Linked DNA regions of Mus musculus: region 2 is linked to region 1. The links are chromatin contacts, called in public Hi-C maps. All regions are on one chromosome and are shown on one strand. Each heading gives the region's core, a stretch centred on a gene start, on an enhancer-like site or on the middle of the called end of the contact. The rest is flanking DNA. Distances are from core to core; before and after follow the strand shown. Region 1 has its middle 63 kb from the start of 1700083H02Rik. Region 2 overlaps 9630002D21Rik (a long non-coding RNA gene).

Region 1 (5,499 bases), core at 1,937-4,436:
GATAATCCTCTTCATGCCAGTTTTGAATAATCTTGGAGACAGCCTGACACAGAAAATATTTTCCCATCCTCCCACGGCGGGCAGATGGTGGGCTAGGGTGGAGATGCGCCTGGGATCTTTGACATGAGTCCGTGTTACTTATTTGAAGACTTATTACAGATGCAACGACAATTTGATCACAAGATACTGGAGTCATGAGGAGGACACACAGTGACCAAAACATGGCTTGTGTGCTCAGGAAATCTGAACTTGATGCAAAGAAACATACAAAAAACTCTTCTTATATGAATTTTAAATGAGCAAACTGTGTGAGATTTGCTTTTTGCTTGCTCTCCCAGAGCAGACTCATCTCAGTGTCTTCTCTTCCCTGCCAATGGGCTCTTCTTCCTTCAGCAACTGTTTCTTGCTTTTTTCAGTTGCTGGATCTTGCACCAAAACACTGCTTTGCATTCCTTTGTTCGTGCTGTTTACCAGCATCCCAGAGGGACTGAATGTTATGTGTGTGTAGAAAGGAAATGGTTTGCACATTGGGGATGGGCAGATTGTATATAGCAAGGTTATGTCATTTCCAGAGAGTTCTATATCTTCAGCTTTGACGTGCCATAAAATAAGACAGGTCAACTCAAAGTTCCTTACCTAACCCACACATCTCCCCGGGGCCTCTGAGAAGCATCTGAGCTATCAGTTTGGCTTCACGTTATCTTAGCATATGAATGAAGCTGAAGAGGACACTCCCAGGTGCCCCTCAACTCATTAAGAGCTCATCATGAGTCTAGCAGTCCCAGCTTAGCTACCCATGAGCCTTTGAAAGGATGCAAGTGGGCTGAGATGAGGGTGGGAAGAAAGAAGAGAGGAAGACAACAGAGGGGTGCTGCCAGCATTAGGATCCTCCAAATATCCAAGGACCTTAAGAAACAAGTAATGCATGAAGAGAACAGAAAGGAGAGAGAGAGAGAGCCAACTCAGGGCCTGGGGCTGCACTGTGACCTCCCTTTGTAGAGGATGCTGTCTTGCCTCCCAATTACACTGACCCATAAGAACCAGCTCAAGTGTAATTAGCCCTGGTCCCAGGGCTGTGTGTACCCTAATGGGCAGTGATATTTTCTGGACAAGATAACCTTTACCTTCCATAGGAATTCATGCATTGGTGACAAGACACAAAGATGTCAGAGCTATGTGCAACAATATGGAGCCCCTAGATAAGAAGGCCTTAGAAAACTAAGGTCATCTTAGACTAGGTTAGCAGTGGGAAACACACCCATATAAACAAGATGAACACCACCAGATCTTACAATTAGTTTGAACCGAGTAAAGTAAAGGAAGGCATTGAAGCTGCATCCTGTGGTCTGCAGTTTGGCAAGTGGGGCATGTTAGTTATGCTAGTGCAGCCGTAGCGTGAAGAAGAGTGAAGGATCAGTTATGATATATTAAATTTGAGAAACCTAACAGGTATCCAAGTGATGGTATATTGCTCATTACATAAATGTGGATCTCAGAGAATGATCTTGCTCCAAATCCGTCTTCCAAATTAGTGTTCAAACTAGATGGTGACAGTGAGGGAGAGGGTACAGGGGCACCAAGGCCTGAGGACCATGTTCTCTGAATACAGAGTCCTAACAAAAAGCCAACATGTCCACAGTGAAATATCTGGAGCCAGACTATGCTCAATTTCACTTTTCATTTTAGTAAGTACTCACTCTATGGGTTGGATTACACTCATTGTCAAGCATGTAAAGTACTGCGTAAGGGTTACAGCCCCTGACCTCACAGAACTTAGACCATGAAATAAAACAGAGTAACAATTCTTTAAACACTGAAATAGCATAGGATCTGCAGTCATGCAGGCCTAGAGTCCTGAATCGGCTACTCTTGAGCAGTGAAATGTGAACAGGTCTCTTAGCTTGTCTGTGCTTCTGGGTCTTTATCTGTAAGTGGATTGTGATTCCTTTTTACTTCACAGATGCAAAATTTAAGGAAGCAGTACGTAGAACAGTCTGTAATATAAATACTTTATAGGTGTTAGTGGGGGTCATGGGTGTGATGGAAATCAGTGGAGGGTCTGTTGATAGACAAAAGTTAACAAGTTCTGATGCAGTCCCTTTGCCATCTTGCCCTGTCACTTTTCCAGACAATTATGTCATCCCAAGGCAGGAGGAGCTGGGCAGGGGCACAAACACTGTGACAGAAAGGTGAAGTGCAAGCGAGGGCTGCTGGGGAGATCTGTGTGAGAACCTGAGATAGTCTCAGGATATGTTCCTGAGCCTGCCTCTCCTCTCCATCTGTACTTACCTGCTATGCCACAACACACACACCATATGTAATAGTAATCTTATTTTCCAGATAATTCTTTGCCAATCTGTGGAAATTGCACTTTCAAGATGATGATGACCACAGGAGCTAGAAATGCCTGCTTTGGTTAACCGGCCATTGTCTCTTCATAATTCCTTCTCAACCTTGACCTTGTGGGAGGTAGACTTGTCCGACACAAAGCTAGCGCAAGTGCAGTTCAAGAGCACCCTTGCTTCAGAGAGGCCTCTGGGCTCCTCTGGGCTCTGAAAACATCCCCTTACTATTTCTCAAGTTTGATCAGAAGCAGAGACCCCAGCTCCTGCAGCTAGTGTCAACGAGCATGCGAACATGCTTAGAGTCTGCTTTCTTATTGCTTCCTGGGTCGTAACCTCTGAACGATTCTCCCGCCACTCATTCTTTTCCCTTTGCCTTTCCTGCTGTGTCTCTGTTCCAGAAGGAAACTCGAGTCATGGTTGTTCATGGTTATTCTGAGAACCGAGGAGGATCAGCGGTGAGAGACTGAAGATCTGGCTCGGTTTGAGTGAGCTAAACTGCAGTGATTGGTAGTGCAATCTCACCTTTGCCCTGCAGTCCGCTTGGCCCCATTTCTAACTCTTGGAAGAGGGCTGAGTTTCTGAAGAGAAAACAACTTGCATAGCACAAACAGGAGACATGTCTGATATGGTTAAGAAAGGGCACAATTCCAAGCCACCCACCACACACATACAGAGAGACAGACAGACAGACAGAGACAGAGACAGATAGAGACAGAGACAGAGATTGATTTAGCTGCTTTGGGGTAAGAGAAATTTTAGGAAATTGGGAAAAATCAACAAGACAAGTTATCTGATTTGGGATTTCTAACCCCAGGGCGGAAACAGAAAGCTTGTTTCTGTGAGTCTGATTTGACAGCACTGCTGTTGGATGCTGTGTGGAATCTGTACTAGATCATCAGTGCTTCATGGGAAATTCCAGTTGACTTGGAGAAAAATGTGTTTTAAACTCCAAATGACAGAAGGGTCATTTTTCAGTGATGAACTCCTGACTCTTGGGACAGGGTCATCATTGCCGCTTTGAATATGAAATTTTACTGGGAACAAATATTTTTCAAAAGGCTTTCTTGTTGTTCCGAGTTCTATCACTTAAAGACATCCGGAAAGGATCTCTGTTGCAACCATATAAACAAATACCCACTTTATTTATCTTTGGGTTTCCTGGGAACTGAATAATGTGCACATGCTAGAAAAACAAATCAATGAAACAATTCGATGAAGGCAGAGGGAGGACCCAGCACAGAGACTCCTGTGCGCATGGGATTGAGGAGTATTCTTGGCACGACTAAAGGATCCTTGTCACAGAGGGAGCCAACATCTCAGCTGCTCTAAAGAATGTGAGGGAAGGGCAGGGCAGAAGTAGGCTGCCTGCTCAGCTCCAGCACAGACAACTCTCTTGTACTCACACGCTGTCTGTTCTCTTTGAGCTCACTTTGTCGTGAGTGCAGGTGCCCATTGCTGTCTCTCACCTGCACCTGTGCCCACTGCCACCTCTCACCTGCACCTGTGCCCATTGCTGTCTCTCACCTGCACCTGTGCCCACTGCCACCTCTCACCTGCACCTGTGCCCACTGCCACCTCTCACCTGCACCTGTGCCCATTGCTGTCTCTCACCTGCACCTGTGCCCACTGCCACCTCTCACCTGCACCTGTGCCCATTGCTGTCTCTCACCTGCACCTGTGCCCATTGCCACCTCTCACCTGCACCTGTGCCCACTGCCACCTCTCACCTGCACCTGTGTCCACTGCCACCTCTCACCTGCACCTGTGCCCACTGCCACCTCTCACCTGCACCTGTGCCCATTGCCACCTCTCACCTGCACCTGTGCCCATTGCCACCTCTCACCTGCACCTGTGCCCACTGCCACCTCTCACCTGCACCTGTGCCCACTGCCACCTCTCACCTGCACCTGTGCCCATTGCCACCTCTCACCTGCACCTGTGCCCACTGCCACCTCTCACCTGCACCTGTGCCCACTGCCACCTCTCATCACACCTATGCTGGTTGCCTGCTCCTTTGATTGACCTCCAGGCAATCACCCATATCCTGGCAGAGGACTAGGCTTTCAGATCCCTTCTCAGCCACATAAAGACACACCTTCTGTGGCTGTATTGTCTTCCTCTGAATTTCATTGTTTTCCCCCATGCTTCTAGATAATTTCCACATTTTTTTTACTCTCTGTCTCTTTCAAAAAGAGTGTCTCATGATCCCAAATCTCCCAGTAACAACATCAGTCTGTCCCTTTATTACAAGGAAACTACCACAAACACGTATTACACAAAGTTTCCCTTTTGATACATAGGGTGTTGAGTGAATGGTTTAGGAATATAACCTGGACATAAAGGTAAGACATTGGGGTTGAAGAAGTAAAGTTGTCAGTCATTGGCATATAAATACCATCTTAAGCCAGGGTGATAAATGAAATCACCCCAGAGTATAGATAGGAGAAGAGTCCACTTAATCTCTAGTCACACCCTCCCAAACTGCTTAGGAAAATGTTTCCAGCTATTGGCCAAACACAATGCTCATTTCTAAGTCTTTATCAGACCAAATTCATTAGAAGTAAATAAATTTATTCTTTTTTTTTTTTTGAAACTGTCTTGATTCTGTTTTCCAGGAAGATATTAGAAGCCATTCTTTCGGGCTGGTGAGATGACTCAGTGGGTAAGAGCACCCGACTGCTCTTCCAAAGGTCCAGAGTTCAAATCCCAGCAACCACATGGTGGCTCACAACCATCCGTAACGAGATCTGACTCCCTCTTCTGGAGTGTCTGAAGACAGCTACAGTGTACTTACATATAATGAATAAATAAATCTTAAAAAAAAAAAAAAAAAAAAAAGAAGCCATTCTTTCTCAGTCTCCCCTGACCCTTGAATATGGGAAGACCCCAGACTTCACATCTGTTCTCTGGGTAATTTCATTTATTACCCTGGCTTAAAATAGTATCCGTACGCTGATGGCTCAAACATTTATTTCTGTAACCCCAGTGTCTTCCCTTAATGCCCAGCTCAGGTTACTAACTATCAAATTGAACCTCCGTTTTTCTACATAGAACCAGTCCTTGTTCAGTTGTCTGCTTAGCAGTAAATAGCTTTTCCATTTTACCCAGCTGCCAGAGCCAAAAGCCTTTAAGTAATCTTTCATATCAATCCATC
Region 2 (5,499 bases), core at 1,135-3,634, 270 kb before region 1:
ACGATATGTAAGTGTGAGCTGAAATAAACTGCTTCCTCAATTGCAAGGGTACCACATTCAAAAAAAGAAACTTTACTAATTAAAGCACACATTGCACCCCACACAATAATAGTGGGAGACTTCAACACCCCACTCTCATCAATGGACAGATCATGGAAATACAAACTAAACACAGACACATTGAAACTAACAGAAGTTATGAACCAAATGGATTTAACAGATATCTATAAAACATTTCATCCAAGAACAAAAGAATATACCTTCTCCTCAGCACCTCATGGTACCTTCTCCAAAACTGACCATAGTCACAAAACAGGCCTCAACAGATACAAAAAGATTAACATAACCCCATGCATCCTATCAGATCACCATGAACTAAGGCTGGTCTTCAATAACAACAAAAACAACAGAAAACCCACATACACATGGAAGCTAAACAACACTTTACTCAATGATAACTTTGTCAAGGAAGAAATAAAGGAAGAAATTAAAGACTTTTTAGAATCTAATGAAAGTGAAGGTACAACATACCCAAACTTATGGGACAAAATCAAAGCAGTGCTAAGAGGAAAACTCATAGCTCTGAGTGCCTCCAAAGAGAGCTTACACTAGCAGCTTGACAGCACACCTGAAAGCTCTAGAACAAAAAGAAGCAAATATACCCAAGAGGAGTAGACAGAAGGAAATAATCAAACTCAGGGCTGAAATCAACCAAATAGAAACAAAAAGAACTATATAAAGAATCAACCAAACCAGGAGCTGGTTCTTTGAGAAAATCAACAAGATAGATAAACCCTGAGTCAGACTAACCAGAGGGCACAGAGACAGTATCCAAATTAACAAAATGAGAAATGAAAGGGGAGACATAACATCAGAAACTGAGGAAATTGAAAAAAAAATCATTAGATCCTACTACAATATCCTATACTCAACAAAACTGGAAAATCTGGATGTTACATATATATGTGTGTGTGTGTGTGCGTGTATATATATATTTAAATGCAGTTTGAGAAGCATTTTATTTGCTTCTCCGAGTCACCCTAATAGTTAAGTTTAAGAAAGTAGAACACCTAAGGTTTCTAGGTGAAAAGTTTTAGGGCTCAAGTCTTCTCATCCCAGCTTCTGTGCCCTTTTATCTCACAGTACACTTGACACTGTTACGGGCAAGAAATTACTTATAGGCACAGATTATAGAAATTTCCTCCAGTATATAAGATTAGAAGGAGCTCGAGGCCAGCCTGGTCTACAGAGTGAGTTCCAGGACAGCCAGGGCTACACAGAGAAACCCTGTCTCGTAAAACCAAAAAAAAAAAAAAAAAAAAAAAAAAGATTCGAAGGAGCTGTTTGAAAACTATTAGCACATAGTGGGCCAAGTGAGGCAGAGATGACAAGGCTGAGCGGCCCAGGAAGAGATTATGCAGGAGCACATTCCTTTTCTTCCTGCCACCGGGAAGTGGGTCTTTAGTGAGTCTTGTGGACCAGGTTGCATTTGGTAATGACTTTCCCAGTGGAAGCTGGTGACTGAGACAGGACACTTCTGTATCCTCACTGGCTGGAAAGTGATCTTACAAGACCAGTCTGCTGTCTGTAGACATCAGCAACTGTCAAAGAGGTTTCGGAGACAAGATCTCGAGGAGACTGTCTTTCAAAGCATTCACAGGGTCACAGTCGTGTGTGTTATCACAGACTTTAGAAGTATGCACTGTCCCCACACAGGGTCCTGTCAGTGAACTAGATAGCATAAAAGCCCAAGAAAACCATATCAGAGACATAGAATGGTCAGGAGTTGCCACCGCCTCACAAAGTCAAACAAAAAATTGTTAACACAGAAATGAAAATACCCACATAAATTTCTCATTATTCTAAAAGTTTCTTATAAGTTCAAAAATATATACTAAATATCAGTTCTCCATTCACCAAATCTTGATCTGCCTACGTGTGCGTTTGTCGGTAGTTGGTTGGAACACGTGGTCATAAGTCTCTGTTTTTAAAATTCTGGAGCTGTAGCAAAGCTCATAAAACTTTTATACTTGAAGCAATTTTCAAATACAAAAACCCTTACAATAATTTAGACTTTCTAGGCTAAAGCTTTTTTCTTACTAAGGTTGCTTAAACACCAGCTATATAACACATGAAATTTAGAAACTGCTGAAAATCCTGTAGCCCAGCATAATAATTGTAACAGGCACATTATATAAGCACTATCATTTGATGAGGTGTTTATGTAATACTTCTTTGAATTGATCATTTTTGCAAAATATCTGACAGACAGACTTTGGCCAATGCTTCAGGAAGATTTCGGTTCACTGTTGCAGGGTCATGCCTCAGGCTGTGGCAGCGCGCCTGCGTGATAGGCTTGCTCACGTTACAGTAAACAAGGAAGCAGAAAGAGGTCGGTCAGAGCCAGCAGTGAGTACAACCCTTCTCAGTGTTGTACAGTGGGTACAGCCTATAGCTACCTTCCAGGCCACATCTCCTAATAGTTCCACAGTCTTCAAAATAGTAGTACAGGCTGGGAATGGAGTGTACAAAGCATACTCAACCATGATGCCCGTTTAAATAGCTACAGCCTATATCAAAAGCCCTTGACATAACGTCTGTCTTTTATGAGGTGTTGCGGCCAGCCCGCAGCTCGCAACCAACGGTTCAACTGAGATGGCAACTCGGGCTGAAAGAGAAGAACTAGACGGGCGGAAGAAAGAACGAAGCCAAGTCAAAAGTCACTCTGATCAAAGCTCAATTTTTACTGTTGCAACACTCAGTTATGAAGGAAGGGGGAGGGGACCTGATTCCCGCCAAATAATCTCGGAGTCCAGTAGCAGGGTGAGCACGTGATGGCTTCGGAAAAGCAAGGCGGCAGGTTCCAGCAGTGGGTGTGGCAGAACGAATGAGCAGGAAGCTCCACCCCAGAGCAAGCAGGTTTCAGGCTGGGGGAGGGGAGACTACAATGAGGTACTATAGAGAACAGCCAAGACCAGGTTACTTCTAATATTGCTTTATTAATCTAGCCATCTCCACCCCCACATCCTATACAGCGGCATTCATTCTCCGTGGACAAATTCTCTGCTATCCTTTTTTCTGTTGTAGCATTAACCTCTCCCATGATACTAAAGTGGACACGCACTTAAGTTGCAGCACATGCTCACGTGCACACACGTCTCCACGCACGCACTAGTTAAATAAATAATAAATGAATAATAAATGAATGAATGCTGAGCTAGTATATTACATAGTGAAAACATGGATTGTACCATTAAATGCGTTTGGTTAATAAATAATTAAAAGCAATTGGTTAATAAAACATAGAGTTATGAACGGAACCTTCAGCTCTTAGAAAGGAAACACACATATTTCCTCTTGTAACTGGAGGTATCAGAATGTCCCTGGGCTGAAGATGATCGGCTTACCAATTGGTATCCTCGACTTCTTGCTGCGTTGTTTCAGACAGACAGCTGGACTCACGATTAAGGGTGGGAGGGAGTAGATAATGGAACAGAACATTCTAGCTTCAGACATAGTGAAGACAAGACAGATGGGCACACTTCAAGTATGAGATGTGACTAAATGCTTGAAGACTGAGATATGAAATAGTGGGTCAGCTACAGGAAGAGGTGCTTCAGCTGAAAAACCCAGGAAATAACTGTTAGAGAGTGGAAGGAGCCACCACACAAGCTGTGGGTGGAGGGTTTGTATAAAGGGTGAAGGTCACTTTAGTGGACAACATCCCCATGCTCTCTGGAGACTATTGACCCCTCCCTCCATCCCTCTGTCCTTCCCTTCCTCCACTTCCCCTCTTTTCTCCTGCCTTGAGCCTTTCCTTTAATTTCTTTTTAGGAATAAATTAAGATTTATATGTTTCTATTCTTCTTGGGACCTGGGCTTCTCATCTTCAGTGCTAGCAGTGATCTTCATCTACATAGAGACAGATGCACAAGGAATTCATCAGCTTAAACATCATTGTTGGCTATGTGACAGATAAGTCTATTCAGAGAAGAAACTTAGCACCAAAAGCCACAGAGCCAGCAGTATTTTATTTCATTAAAATTGTTATTACACTTATGTATTTATGTATTTAACTACTGTGTATGAAGACATGTGGGCATTGTGTAAAGACATGTGTGCCTGTGCACACATGTGCTGCTATTGTCTCTGTGAAGATTTGTGCCTGTGCACACATGTGCTGTTATTGTGTGCATGCAGAAGTTGGAGGGAAACTTGTGGGAGTCAACTTTTTCCTTCTACCATGTGGGTCCCAGGAACTGAACTTAGGACACCAGGCTTGGTGGTTATGGCCTTTATCAAAGATCATCTCACCAGCCCAAACAATCTCTTAAATACAAATATAACTATAAATACTGCAGTAATTTATTGGCATAGGGTGGAGGCTGAAAATACTGTGAACATCCCAGATTCCAACTCATGGAAAATCTGAATTAATAATGAATCACAAGTATGATCTTTCTTTTCATTAAATATGATAATCATTTTAGAAGTACCTCCTGCTAATTTTCAGTTGGCTTTAATAGGTGGCAGTGACTAGAGTCTAAATGTGAACCTTTTTGTGGGTGTATGCAGGTGCGTTTAGTGTGTAAGGGGAGAGAGATCAGAAGGAAAAGCCACCCATTGTACTTACATGTGATTTCATCTGGGCACTTTCATGTAAGTTCTTCTAGAAATTACCCGCTAATTTCTGTCCTCTTCTTAGCAGTCTGCTGTATCTGTGGTCTTTCTTGGGGTACGCTTCTGTTGTGTTGCTTCCAAAAGTTAAAAAAAAAAAAACCCAAAACGTAAGAATGATCATTTTCCAAATGTTCTATCGGGAAGGAAATTTCACTCAGGAAATTTTTTCATGGTTTGGTGGAGCTTGGCCTTGGTGTGAGCCTCCATGAGTGTTAATGGCTACTGTAAGGCTTGTTTGTGTAATAATGTTCATATTTTCTGGAATCAGCAATAGCAGTGGAGGACTCTTCTGTCAACATGATAGTTAGAAACAGCAGGAGGCCAGGAGTCAAGGGTGTGGCTGTGTCAAGATGGTAAACACTGAGACCTTCAGACTATGGGAAAGAGCTCTAAATACATGAGTTTGAAATATACATAATTTCTCAACTATGCAAAAATAGGGCTGTGATATGAATTATATGAGAGGCTTCAAGAATCTAAAGGAACAAAAGCAGCTGTGCTGTGAGCCAACTTGTTAGAAAATTACTGAGGAAAGAGATAAAGAGATTTAGGGAGTGGTGATTGAAAGAGATCCCACTCAGCCGAGTTTTTTGTTTATGCTTACAAAGGCAGATGGCTTCCTAAGTTCAGGGTCAGCCTAAAACAGAGCAAGGTTAGGTCCAGGTGGGGTAGAAGTCGTAATTTCAGGGCAGGGTTCCAACCATCCTATCATCTGTGCTTAACAGGCAGGTGGATCTCTGAATTCTTTGGCAATGTTAAAAGAACATGTATATTTGCTGTCTTCTAAGAAGCAAAGGGCGGGGGTCACGGGATGCTGAT

What was found. A called contact is a pair of places that touch in the nucleus more often than the background predicts.
Region 2: a Hi-C map of liver shows a contact between it and region 1, with 1.6 times the contacts expected there. The contact joins two enhancer-like sites. A contact is called at or near these places in 1 of 15 datasets of contacts at CTCF or cohesin (the NIH/3T3 cell line), 22 of 484 Hi-C or Micro-C datasets (the HL-1 cell line, the NIH/3T3 cell line, adipose-derived mesenchymal stem cells and 11 more), 3 of 115 datasets of contacts at active chromatin or transcription factors (embryonic stem cells and fibro-adipogenic progenitors) and 1 of 9 other capture datasets (embryonic stem cells).

The regions. Positions count from the first base shown.
Region 1 is chr12:71,444,453-71,449,951 of GRCm38.p6, reverse strand. No RefSeq gene overlaps it. Among named protein-coding and RNA genes, the nearest start is that of 1700083H02Rik, 63 kb to the right of the region's middle. Within about 2 kb of position 3,186, at least 25 of the 459 cell types and tissues checked have an H3K27ac peak or open chromatin away from gene starts, as enhancers often do. A contact at or near this core is called in liver, where this site is marked.
Region 2 is chr12:71,715,971-71,721,469 of GRCm38.p6, reverse strand. 9630002D21Rik (a long non-coding RNA gene) reads right to left here. Exons shown (of 3, transcript XR_872814.1): 3 at 2,881-4,754. Among named protein-coding and RNA genes, the nearest start is that of Gm46356, 89 kb to the right of the region's middle. Within about 2 kb of position 2,384, at least 10 of the 459 cell types and tissues checked have an H3K27ac peak or open chromatin away from gene starts, as enhancers often do. A contact at or near this core is called in liver, where this site is marked.